Regions from separate parts of the Capsicum annuum genome. Here region 2 is linked to region 1. The links are chromatin contacts, called in public Hi-C maps. All regions are on one chromosome and are shown on one strand. Each heading gives the region's core, a stretch centred on a gene start, on an enhancer-like site or on the middle of the called end of the contact. The rest is flanking DNA. Distances are from core to core; before and after follow the strand shown. Region 1 has its middle 9.3 kb from the start of LOC107841109. Region 2 holds the start of LOC107841111 (cytochrome P450 734A1).

What was found. A called contact is a pair of places that touch in the nucleus more often than the background predicts.
Region 2: a Hi-C map of pericarp shows a contact between it and region 1, with 5 times the contacts expected there. The contact joins the promoter of LOC107841111 here to the enhancer-like site in region 1. A contact is called at or near these places in 5 of 5 Hi-C or Micro-C datasets (bud, leaf, pericarp and 1 more).

What each region holds. Positions count from the first base shown.
Region 1 is chr9:212,276,589-212,281,796 of UCD10Xv1.1, reverse strand. No RefSeq gene overlaps it. Among protein-coding and RNA genes, the nearest start is that of LOC107841109, 9.3 kb to the right of the region's middle. Within about 2 kb of position 1,551, at least 1 of the 5 cell types and tissues checked has an H3K27ac peak or open chromatin away from gene starts, as enhancers often do. A contact at or near this core is called in pericarp, where this site is marked.
Region 2 is chr9:212,309,870-212,315,447 of UCD10Xv1.1, reverse strand. It overlaps LOC107841111 (cytochrome P450 734A1), which reads right to left and starts at 1,289. Exons shown (of 5, transcript XM_016685115.2): 1 at 764-1,289. The coding sequence starts at 1,034.

The DNA of each region.
Region 1 (5,208 bases), core at 302-2,801:
AAGAGAAACGAAATAGTAGGGACAAAAGGCAAAGGGGTAACCTAACAAGAAAATAGTAAATAGAAGATGAATCTTGAAAAGATGTATGATAAATTTGGCTGAATTCACTTTGTGGATCAGAAATATATATGTATATATAGCAATCTTTTTTTTTGGTTTTTCCCGCGATGTTCGATAATCGTGATATGATATGATAAGACTTGTTGGATTTTATATTTTAAGTGAAGTGTGAATTGAGAAGAGTTAATAACTCAAATTGTCACTCAACTTTGATTTTTTATTTCAGGAAGTTATTTAACTTTGAACTTTTATCTCAGAAAGTCACTCAGCTTTCATCTGTACTCATAAAGTCACTCAACTTTCACATTTTTATTTAGAAAGTCACTCAACTTTCACATTTTATCTCAGAAAGTCACTCAACTTTGAACTTTTATTTTAAAAAATCACTCAACTTTGAATTTTTATCCCAGAAAGTCACTCAACTTTGATCTTTACTCAGAAAGTCACTCAACTTTCACATTTTTACTCAGAAAGTCACTCAGTAACTTTGATCTTTACTCAGAAAGTTACTCAACTTTCACTAAAAATATGAAAGTTGAGTGACTTTCTGAGATAAAAATCTAAAGTTGAGTGATTTTTTAAAAATAAAAGTTTAAAATTGAGTGACCATTTGAGTTAATAAAATGGAGGGGAAGTAACTTTGTCCCTCATTGATTAAAGAGATTTAAAGGTTTTTGTGCTTATATGTAGAAGTACTTTTTTCTAACTCTTAATTGGTTGAGAAGAAGACAGGTCTCACGCCGTTAATTCATAATTTTTAAAAGTAAAATCACATGGCTATTTCCAAATACGCTCACTCTATTTTTTATATTACCGTAAATTTGAAACACTCTCAATGATTTTTTGCATTATTCTTAAAAAAAAAAAAAAAGCAGAATTCTATAATTTACGTTGCTGTTGTAACATAGGGACTTAAATTTCTCAAGAACATACAAGAAAATTGTTAGGTTCGAAATATCCTTTTTCATTTTCTATTCAAACATCATTTTTCCGGTTTTGAATGAAGTTTATTAACAAGAATATATCAGAACTCGAATCGGAGACACAATACTTACCACTCCACCACGATCTCTAATACTAGTATAGCAAATTTTGTAACATGCATATAGGCAGGGGCAGAGCCAACCTTTGTAATGGAGGTTCACGAAAACTCCTTAGGCGAAAAATTATACTATTTATACATCATTAAAATTATATTTTATGTATATATAATAGATGTCGAACCCCCTTCATGAAAATCTTGACTCGGCATCTGCATATAGAAGCAACCACCCACCCACCGACAATGAAAGTTACTAATTGTTGCCTTCAACTCACCTCCCAAAAAACTAAATATGGGCCCATTAATGGACCCATTAATGGGCCATTAATTTTAACAAATGGGCCAAGTAAAATTTTCATGTAAGTGTACTTTTGAGGCCACACCTCTCATCTAGTTTTTGAACATGCTTGTTAAGTAACAGACCAGCTTTTGTACACCCACTTTTGGGTTGGAATGATGGGGATGGCCTAGTGGGCAATACACAGTGTTATTCAGTCCATTAAAGAAGTGGGACTAGGGTGGGCCATTTGCACAAATGGCCACTTTTGAGTCCATTAATCTTACTAGGGTAGATAAGTGTTGTCCGACTTGAATGATAGAATTGATTCTTTCACTTTGTCGAACTCAAAAATAGAGGCTCATTTTACCAAGAGGAGAAGATAAGTTCTTCTGGCAACAGAAGGTAAATTACTAATTGATATTTTAGCCGTTTTTTATGTTTGATTTCTAAGCCGGTGAGGCGCTACTGGATGCTTCAGATCAGCAGAACATAAAGAAGAAACAGATGATCATTAATATTACTTTTAAAGACGAAAGTTTGGCCCATTAGACTTGCGACTACGTAATTTAAAAAAATAGCCTCTCTATCTCGCAAAAGTAAAAGTAAAGTCTGCGTATGTTATACCCCTTCAGAACCCCATTTGTTGAATTACACTGAAGTTTGATGTTATTGTTGGCCTTGGTAAGGGTTATGCATTGAAAATATGATGTAGGATGGACCAATTGCACAAATGACCCTATTTTAGGCCATTAAGTAGTAGTAATGTTTGCGTACATCCTACCCTTTGCAGTCCCCACTACTAGGATTACACAACACAAAGTTTGCGTACATCCTACCCTTTGCAACCCCACTACTAGGATTACACTAAATTTAGCCCACTAGATTAACAACGAAAAAAGTTTAAAGAATGGCCTAAAAAAAGGCCAATGAGTGCTAGTTATGGGGTAGGGTGGGGGTGGGAGTGGGGGGTGGGGGATGGGCTTCTATCTTTGGTTGTGGTTTGAACAGACATGGATGGAGACACATCAATTGGGATTAAGTTGATAAGGTGAACAAGGTGCACCCCAACTACTTAAATGGATCATTTGTTATTTTCTGAATTTTTGTTTCAATGTTTTAAACTTACACTAGACAAATAAACCAAACATCTCCCTTTAACTCATGTCTCATTGTTTTCATACAAGTTTGTTTATACATCCACAAGAAAATAAAACAGTGGTAAATGTACTCTATTTTCAACCAATATGGTGTAGTGATACTCTCCCTTCGACTAATTTAAAATTCTGAATTTACTTCATAGTGTCAAGATGGTTTAGTGGCTATTACTTCTTTCATTTCTTTTCGTTTAATAAGACCGTAATGAATGCCTGTCTTAAAAAGGCGAAAAAATAAAGACTTTTTTGACACATGAGTTTATATATGTCATGTTAATATTACAAATGCATGTTAGTTAGGGCAACAAGAATGTGTCCATGCTTGCGTTCGCAAGTGTGTTCTAAGTTTAAAATTTCAACAACAACAAAAAAAAATTGATGAACGTAGCTATATTCTACTCACTAACTTATTATTATTTATTTTATTTTGTATTTATGTATTCAAATGAGTACTCAATGCTCAAGTAAGAAAGACTTTTCGACATATAGCTAAAATTTTACAACATATGAACAATATCTCTTGACATAACGCAATTTTCAACATGTCAGGACAGTAACGGCAACTAGAGCGTTAGGACTAAACCATTATCCAATATAGAAAGATATCAGTCTTTTCAGAATAGACGAGAAAGAAACAAATAGAGTACACCTCATAAGAAGAGCTTATGAGTGGGCTTTTCCAAAAGATGTCCCACAATATGAAAGGCCCAAACAAAATGTAAGCCCATATGTTTTCTTGTTATGGTTACATGTCTAAAGACTATTTGTCTTTCTAAGTGGTTGATGAAATGTAACTTCAAAGAAACAAGTTCTTCTTTGATTGAAGTTCATTAATATTTTATGTTATTTTGTTGCAACTTTTATACAACAAACTTGGCAACTCATTAAGGAACCATAAGCATGCTATGTCTTTTTGCACCCTATGATTTCGACTTTTATGGATTAAATTTAGTAACAACTTTGATTTAACTTATTAGAAGGGAAAAGTACATGGGTTGCCCATTTTTTAAAAAAATGGCCCACATTTGTAAAGGTGGACATGGGCTATTTAGTCAGCTAAACTAATCTTTTTTTTAGCCATTTGGCCCAATTGGTCACATGCAGTCTCTATAATCAATTAATACACTTTTATACTACATTAATACACTTTTATACTATATTGATACACTTTTTAAAATGGAGAAGGGAAATTCTATGCAAGCACATGCAATCCCTATACCCAATTGATACTCTTTTATACCACATTAATACACTTTTATACTACAGTGATACAATTACAGTGTCTATATTCTCAATTGATACTCTCTTATACTAGATTGATACATTTTTAAAATGCATGTAAAAACTATATTTTTGTTTCTGCCATAAGATGAGGCAGAATTTTCGGAAGATATTGCTGGAGGATTTTTCCATTCCCAATCGTCAAGTAACTGAAGTTTAATTGGTTGAAGTAAAGCATAATCATATTCAAAGTCTATATTTCCAAACATCTTTTGTTGTTTCTTTCACTTTGGAAACGATGAAAATGAACAAGAAGTTTCGAGAAAAATAGTGTTTTCTGAATGTTAATTAGAAGTTTTTTTTTTATTGTTGAAAGGAAAGAGATAATGAAACTTAGAAGATGGTAGATGGAAGATGAGAATGGCGTATTTATAAGAAAAGTGGTTCATGCATTAAGCTAATTTTCATGATTAGAATGATTAAAATAATGTTTTGTTGAAAGAAAGTTTGGAATTTGCAACGGGAGAATTGAGCTTCCTTGAAGTTTCTAACATGAAGAAAATTTACCCGACTTTTGCAATCACATGCATATACTATGATATAGAAGTCGGTGGCCCAGTACACAAAATAGAAAGGGTCGAATTGTGATGCTTAATGGTTATTTACTGAGTTTTTAAATTCAGGTGCTAGTTTTGTGGAATTATTTTAGTTTTAGGTATTATTTTTGTCCTTTCCCCTTAGAAGAACCCACCTTTGGTCCATGGCCCAGAAAATCTGACACAAGGCCAAATTTAGTCCATAACAAAAACCCATAAATCCAAAAACTTATAATTTTAGGGGACCATATTTTGCATTGTTATTATAAGAGTAACTTTTATGCATGGATAGTGTAGAATTAATTTAAAAGATAATTACAAGTAATAGATGCGGTCGTGTTTTGAACCGAAAATTGACCGGGAGCTCCCAGGCAGGCTGAGGAGCCGGGGAAGGTGGGTTGGCCGGGTCGGCGAGGCCGTTTGAGTGGTTAAACAGGTGAAACAGCACGAACGGACCATTTTCGGACCAAATCGGTGGGTGTTAGCCCACGGTTCTGCAAGTTTATTATTATAAGAGCAACTTTTATGTATGGATAGTGTAGGATTTTTTATACCATCATTTTATAGATTGTCTGTGCTTAGTTATATATAAACTGCTAAATTCCCTTGCGCTTTGACATAAGAAAATTTTAACCTTGTAACCTTGAAGGCCGTCTTTACTATTTGGTGTTATTACAAAGAATACCTGCCCCTTGTTATAGTTTGCAAGTGTTGAGGAAATGTCTAGCAAATCTGTCATGCCTTTTTTCGGGGATAAGATCAATAATTTTTTGACCTATTCTATAAAATGATTTTTTTCTTGAGTTAAAAGGTCCATCGGGAACCTCTTTACTTTACCCCAACAAAGCTAGGGTA
Region 2 (5,578 bases), core at 40-2,539, 34 kb before region 1:
ATTTTTAAAATAAGAAACTAAAGAATTTTTTTTATTTTTTTATTTGGCTTCTGCAGCAGTATTCTGAAACACTGAACTTCACAACTCCACCAACTCATCAATAGCAGAAAGAAAAGGACATTAAATTAAAGAAGTACACAACAAGAGGCCAGCTTTCAAACAATCACAACAAAATCAGAAAAAAAAAAAAAAAAAAAATTTAAAAAAAGAAAAAAAAAATGTTTTAAGAAAATCCAACAAAGTACATAAAGACTTCAACTTTTTTAACAATATTAATAAGAAACCAACTTATCAAAAGATGAAAACTCAAAACACAATTTTGCAAAAATGGACACTTTCTAATGCTTTCAAGAAAGCTGAGATTACACAATAAAGACTTTGTTTTATGACATTTCAAGACAGTGAATCCGAACTTTTTTAAGAGTACTAAGAAACCAAACAACAAATTAGCAAAAATGAATACTTTTTTATGGTTCCAAACTTCGTTCAAGACATTTCAAGACGGTTAACTTATCTTTTTTCCAAGAATGCTAAAAGATGAAAGATCAAAAACACAAATTTTGCAAAAATGGACACTTTTAAATAGTTTCAAGAAAACCAAAGTACACAAAGACTCAAAAACACAAATTTGCAAAATGGACATTTATAAAGTACACATAAAGACTTCAACTTTGCAAAAAATGACACTTTTTTTTTTCTTAGCTGAATTTTGCACCAAAAATCAAAATAATAAAAAAATAATTTCCAAAATTCAAAAACTTACCATAAATTTTCTTCCAATGATGATAAAATGAGAGAACTCTTGGTAGAATATTATGAGAATAAGAAGGCAAAGTTTGTGAAGAAGCCTTCATCATTAAACTAACAATTTCTTTAGCATTTCCAATAAAGAACTTATAAGGAGGTCCTCTAATGCCTTGTTTGGCAAAATGTTCTTCAATTTTCTTTGGTCTTAACCATAAATAAGCAACAACCCTTATCATGAAAATTGAAACCAAACATGAAAATCCAAGAATCTTGAACCAATTTTCCATTTTGCAAAACACAACAAAAACACTAAACAAAAAAAAGACACCCTTAGTCTTTTTTTTGTTGTTGTTGTTCCTATTGTTGTTGTTGTTGGAAGTGGCTAGTGTATATATTTTGTTCTTGCTAGTGTGTGTGTGTGTGTAAATTATGTTTGGTGGTTCTTTCTGAGTGTTTTCTCTTTTTAATGCCAACAAAGTTTGTGAGAGAAATTACAAGTAGAAATAGAGAGAGAAGTTTGTTTGGCAAGGCCAACGGCGTAGGGGCCGCCATTGGAATTATAAGGGTCAACGAATTAAATAAAATTAAAAAAAAAACTAATTTAATTTTAAGAAATAATTTATAATTTTATTTTTATGTTACTTTTTGAGACAATGTTGCCCTTGTCTTTTCTAGGTAGTTTCTTTTTTCTTTTTCTTCATCTAATGTTCGGTATTTGTATTTAGTGGCAGAGTCTAAATTTTCTGAAAAAGCTTTAAAAAATGAAAAAGTAAACATATAAAACAAGTTAAAGGAGATTTAATATCTATTTTATATATATATATATATAAATTAACTTAATTATGTATAAAAATATAATTTTTCATCGAAAGGAGTTCGAATGACCCCATCAGCTCGCTAGGAGAAACAAATATTCATGTAGGCGTCATATAGATAGAGGCGGAGCCAGCATTCAAACCTCTTTCGACGAAAAATTACACTATTAATACATAATTAAAATAATTTTTATGTATATATATTGTAGATGTTGAACCTCATTCGATTAGTTTTTCTTCAAATTTTAAATCCCTTTAGCTATCAGAAAAAGTATAATGATGGATAAATATAACTTCTTTTGAAGAATATAAGGGTAAATCTAACCATTTTCGTAGTTTGTTAGTTTTGTTTTTTATTTAGTGTTTGATATGCATATTGAACTTCGAATTTGAGTATCACAACATGTATTTTTTAAAGATCGTACTCCTAACATGATTTTTTTTCACATTAAAGACACAATTCTGAAATTTTAAATCAAGGATAAAAGAATCTCAATCGTTTTATCACAGTCCAAACTAGTATTTTTTTGTTTTGGGGGTAGTTTAATTATAGATGAAATAACATAAATCTCGACAATTTAGAGCTTAGTTATAAAAAATTTTGATATTTTGCATAATTATAAAAAAAAAATTAATTTTGGATCTGTCGAGATACATAGTTAGCTTTCGTTACATCTAACGAAGATACAATTTTTTTTTGTAAAGATACATAATTAGCTCCTGATACATTTTTTTTAAAATTTTGAGTTTGTTGAGATACATAATAGATCCAACGAAGATACATTTTTTTCTTGTAAGGATACATAATTAGCTTTCGATATGTTTTTTTCGATCTTGAATTTGTTGAAATATATAATTATCTCCTGATACATCCAACAAAGATACATAATTAGTTGTGATTTTTAGACTTACTTTATAAGGATAAGAATTTGTATAAATATAATAAGTTAAAAGGATATATTTATTTTACTTTTTTTCTTAATTTAATTATATCTCATTGAATCTATTTTGGCATTTTTCAACTTTACATATATAAACAATGTATAAAAATGAAACAATGCCATTATGGCATTTGTTGATTTCAGCAAAAACCTACCAACATCAAAATAGATGGGCTGGCTAATATAGCCAAAGTCTTATTACCTTTTTTTTTTCCTTAAAGAAAATTTCAATTTCAGCTCAAAAATCTTGACTTCCACTATGAAATTTAATTGGACTTTCTTCATTGACCAAAAATTTCAAAATATGGGGATTAATTTAGCATATATTATAATCACTATGCCTTAATTCTTAGGTAAGTTGATATCGACTAGTAGTATGATTGTAATAGTAACAAGGCCAGAAAAAGATATTATTAATTCATAATTGTCTTATTTATGTTCGTTTTATATTTTGTATTATGAAAATTCATCGTTAATGAGTTAGTTTTACGAATACCATCAACTTATCAAATTAAGGCGAAGCCATTTTATATTTACGACTTTAATAAATTCAGTAATTTTGACTCAAACCATACGTTTGAGTTATTAAAAAGTTGATTTATTATTTATAAACATTTTATTGATAACCAAAATATTATTTGAATTCGCCTCTAACCGCAACCCATTTTACTTTATTTGAATTTCGAATTATAATTATAATGTGAACAAACTCGAACAGACAAAGTTATGGATGTTCATGATTAGCATGCTTTAGGGGGGAATGGAATATTAATTAAGTACGTACAAATGGTTGCATAAGATGATGGAATGGATGATCTAACTATTAAATGATGTGAATTATTCTAATTAATATGTGACTTTAGATTAGGTGTATGGCAATTTAATTTCAATCACAAGCTTATCAATTCATGGCAACCTATCGATATGGGTTGTGGTGTAGTGGTGGGACTACTTTATCCTTAATCAGAGGTTTCGGGTTCGAGCCCTGAGTATGGAGAAAAAATTCTGCTGGGAGCACCACCCCCAGAATGGCCATGCAATACGCAATCCAAATTAGTCGGGCTCCAATATAAATATCGAACACCGGTCGGAAAAAAAAAAAGTCATGGCAACCTTAGGAGATAACAGACAGGCATGAGGTGTAAACTTGCAACTATTATTTTAGAAATATGTTGTCACATGTTATCTAATTTTATGCAACTACTAACAACCCTCTTCACCCCCTCCACCCCCACCCCCACCCCCACCACCCACCCCACCCCTACCCGGCTACCCCAACCACAAAAAAAAAATTACTTTTTGGTTAGAAGATTTATTTATATATGAAAGAAAAAATGGAAAATTATGGATGGAATGTTAATCGATAGAAGTCTAATCATGTTAAGTAAAATAATAATTCATTGTGTTTCCTAACTTATAAATAACAGCCTGTATTATTTGTGAGAGGCAGATCTGAGATTTTAATTTTGTGGGTTTTCTTATGTAGTTTGATTCCGCGTGCTACTGGACAGTGAAACTCCAGGGTAAGTAATCTTGTTAAATCTTTTGTATAGTATAACTTTTATATATATGATAGAATTTTCGATAAAATGTATTCAGCTAAATGTTTTTTTGTGTTTTTCTGACTTTAATTAAGGAGCAGCTTGGTGTATTAAGTTTCTGATATATGCGGGGTTGGAAGAAAAGACTGCTATCACGATTTGAATTTATGACCTCTTTTCACGTGACAATAATTTTACCAATAACGCGAGCATTTCACTTTCGGTACTAATATGTATCATGTTTGTAATTAACTTTTCTTGAGACTTTCTTCTACTCATACAATTTTAAGGTTTTCCTCATAATTTTAAGCATGGATAAAATTAAAAAAAAATTAAGGAATTATTTTTTAATATTAAAATTATCTGTGAACATTTTGAGCTGAAATATTAATCCCCTTCTTTTTCATAATAAATATAAAAGACTTTCTTCATTATAAAGTTGAAAACTTGTTAGGATGAGCTGTATATATTTATTTCTATAGACCATTGTTTTTAAAAAATATTCTTGCTCGCCATGCACGTAATTTTACTACCTAATAAATATTATTAGAACGATCCAAAAAAAATATTATGGAAATTACCATTTTTAGTACTTTAAATATTGATAAATTTTAATTCCAGGAATAAATATTATTAGAACGACCCCAAAAAATATTATGGAATTTAGCATTTTTATTACTTTAAATATCGATAAATTTTGATTCCAGTCCTTGTAATTTCTAATTATTAAATATATTTAACATTTAATTAATATATATGTGCATTTTTCAACATCCCTTTCATTGTGAATCTTCACAAATTTAACAAATTTTCAAGTGCTAAAGCATTCATTTATCAATTTATTATGTTAAAATTGTATGGTTATATCATCTATGAGATAATACAATTCTAAAAATAGTCTAAATATCACATCTTCATATATAAATGGATTTTAGTTAATATATTGAACATGAAATACGTTTAGTTAAATATAATAATTATCGAAACTCATAATTTACCGAAAATAGAAGGACCAAAAGTGTAATTATCCAATTTCTTACGAATAATTATTTTTTATACCAAATAATTTACTACAATTATTACTAACTTATAAAGAAATAGCTTGACTTACTGATATAATTGTTAGTTATGAATCATTAGAGGTAATATAATTAAATTAAAAATTATATCCACTAATTCAAACGACGTGTGCGTTACTCTTATTATTAAAAAATAAAAAATAATAATATTTTTCATCCTTTATGGAATTAGTTGAAGTGTCATTTCAAGTATATAAAATATAAAATTTAATCTAACTAACATTTTTTCTTTCTAATTTTTATGTGACACACAACACAACCTTTCTTTGCTTTCAATGGCCAAAATTTTATTTTTTATTTTTTTGGGAATTTTGACCTTAAACGCGTAAATGCTTTTCATGCATTGAGTTTTGAATATATGAAAATTACAAATACTTCCACATATTCCATGCATGCTAAGAGTCATCATAATTCATAAATATATTAATATAATGTTTAACATATTTGTATGGCAT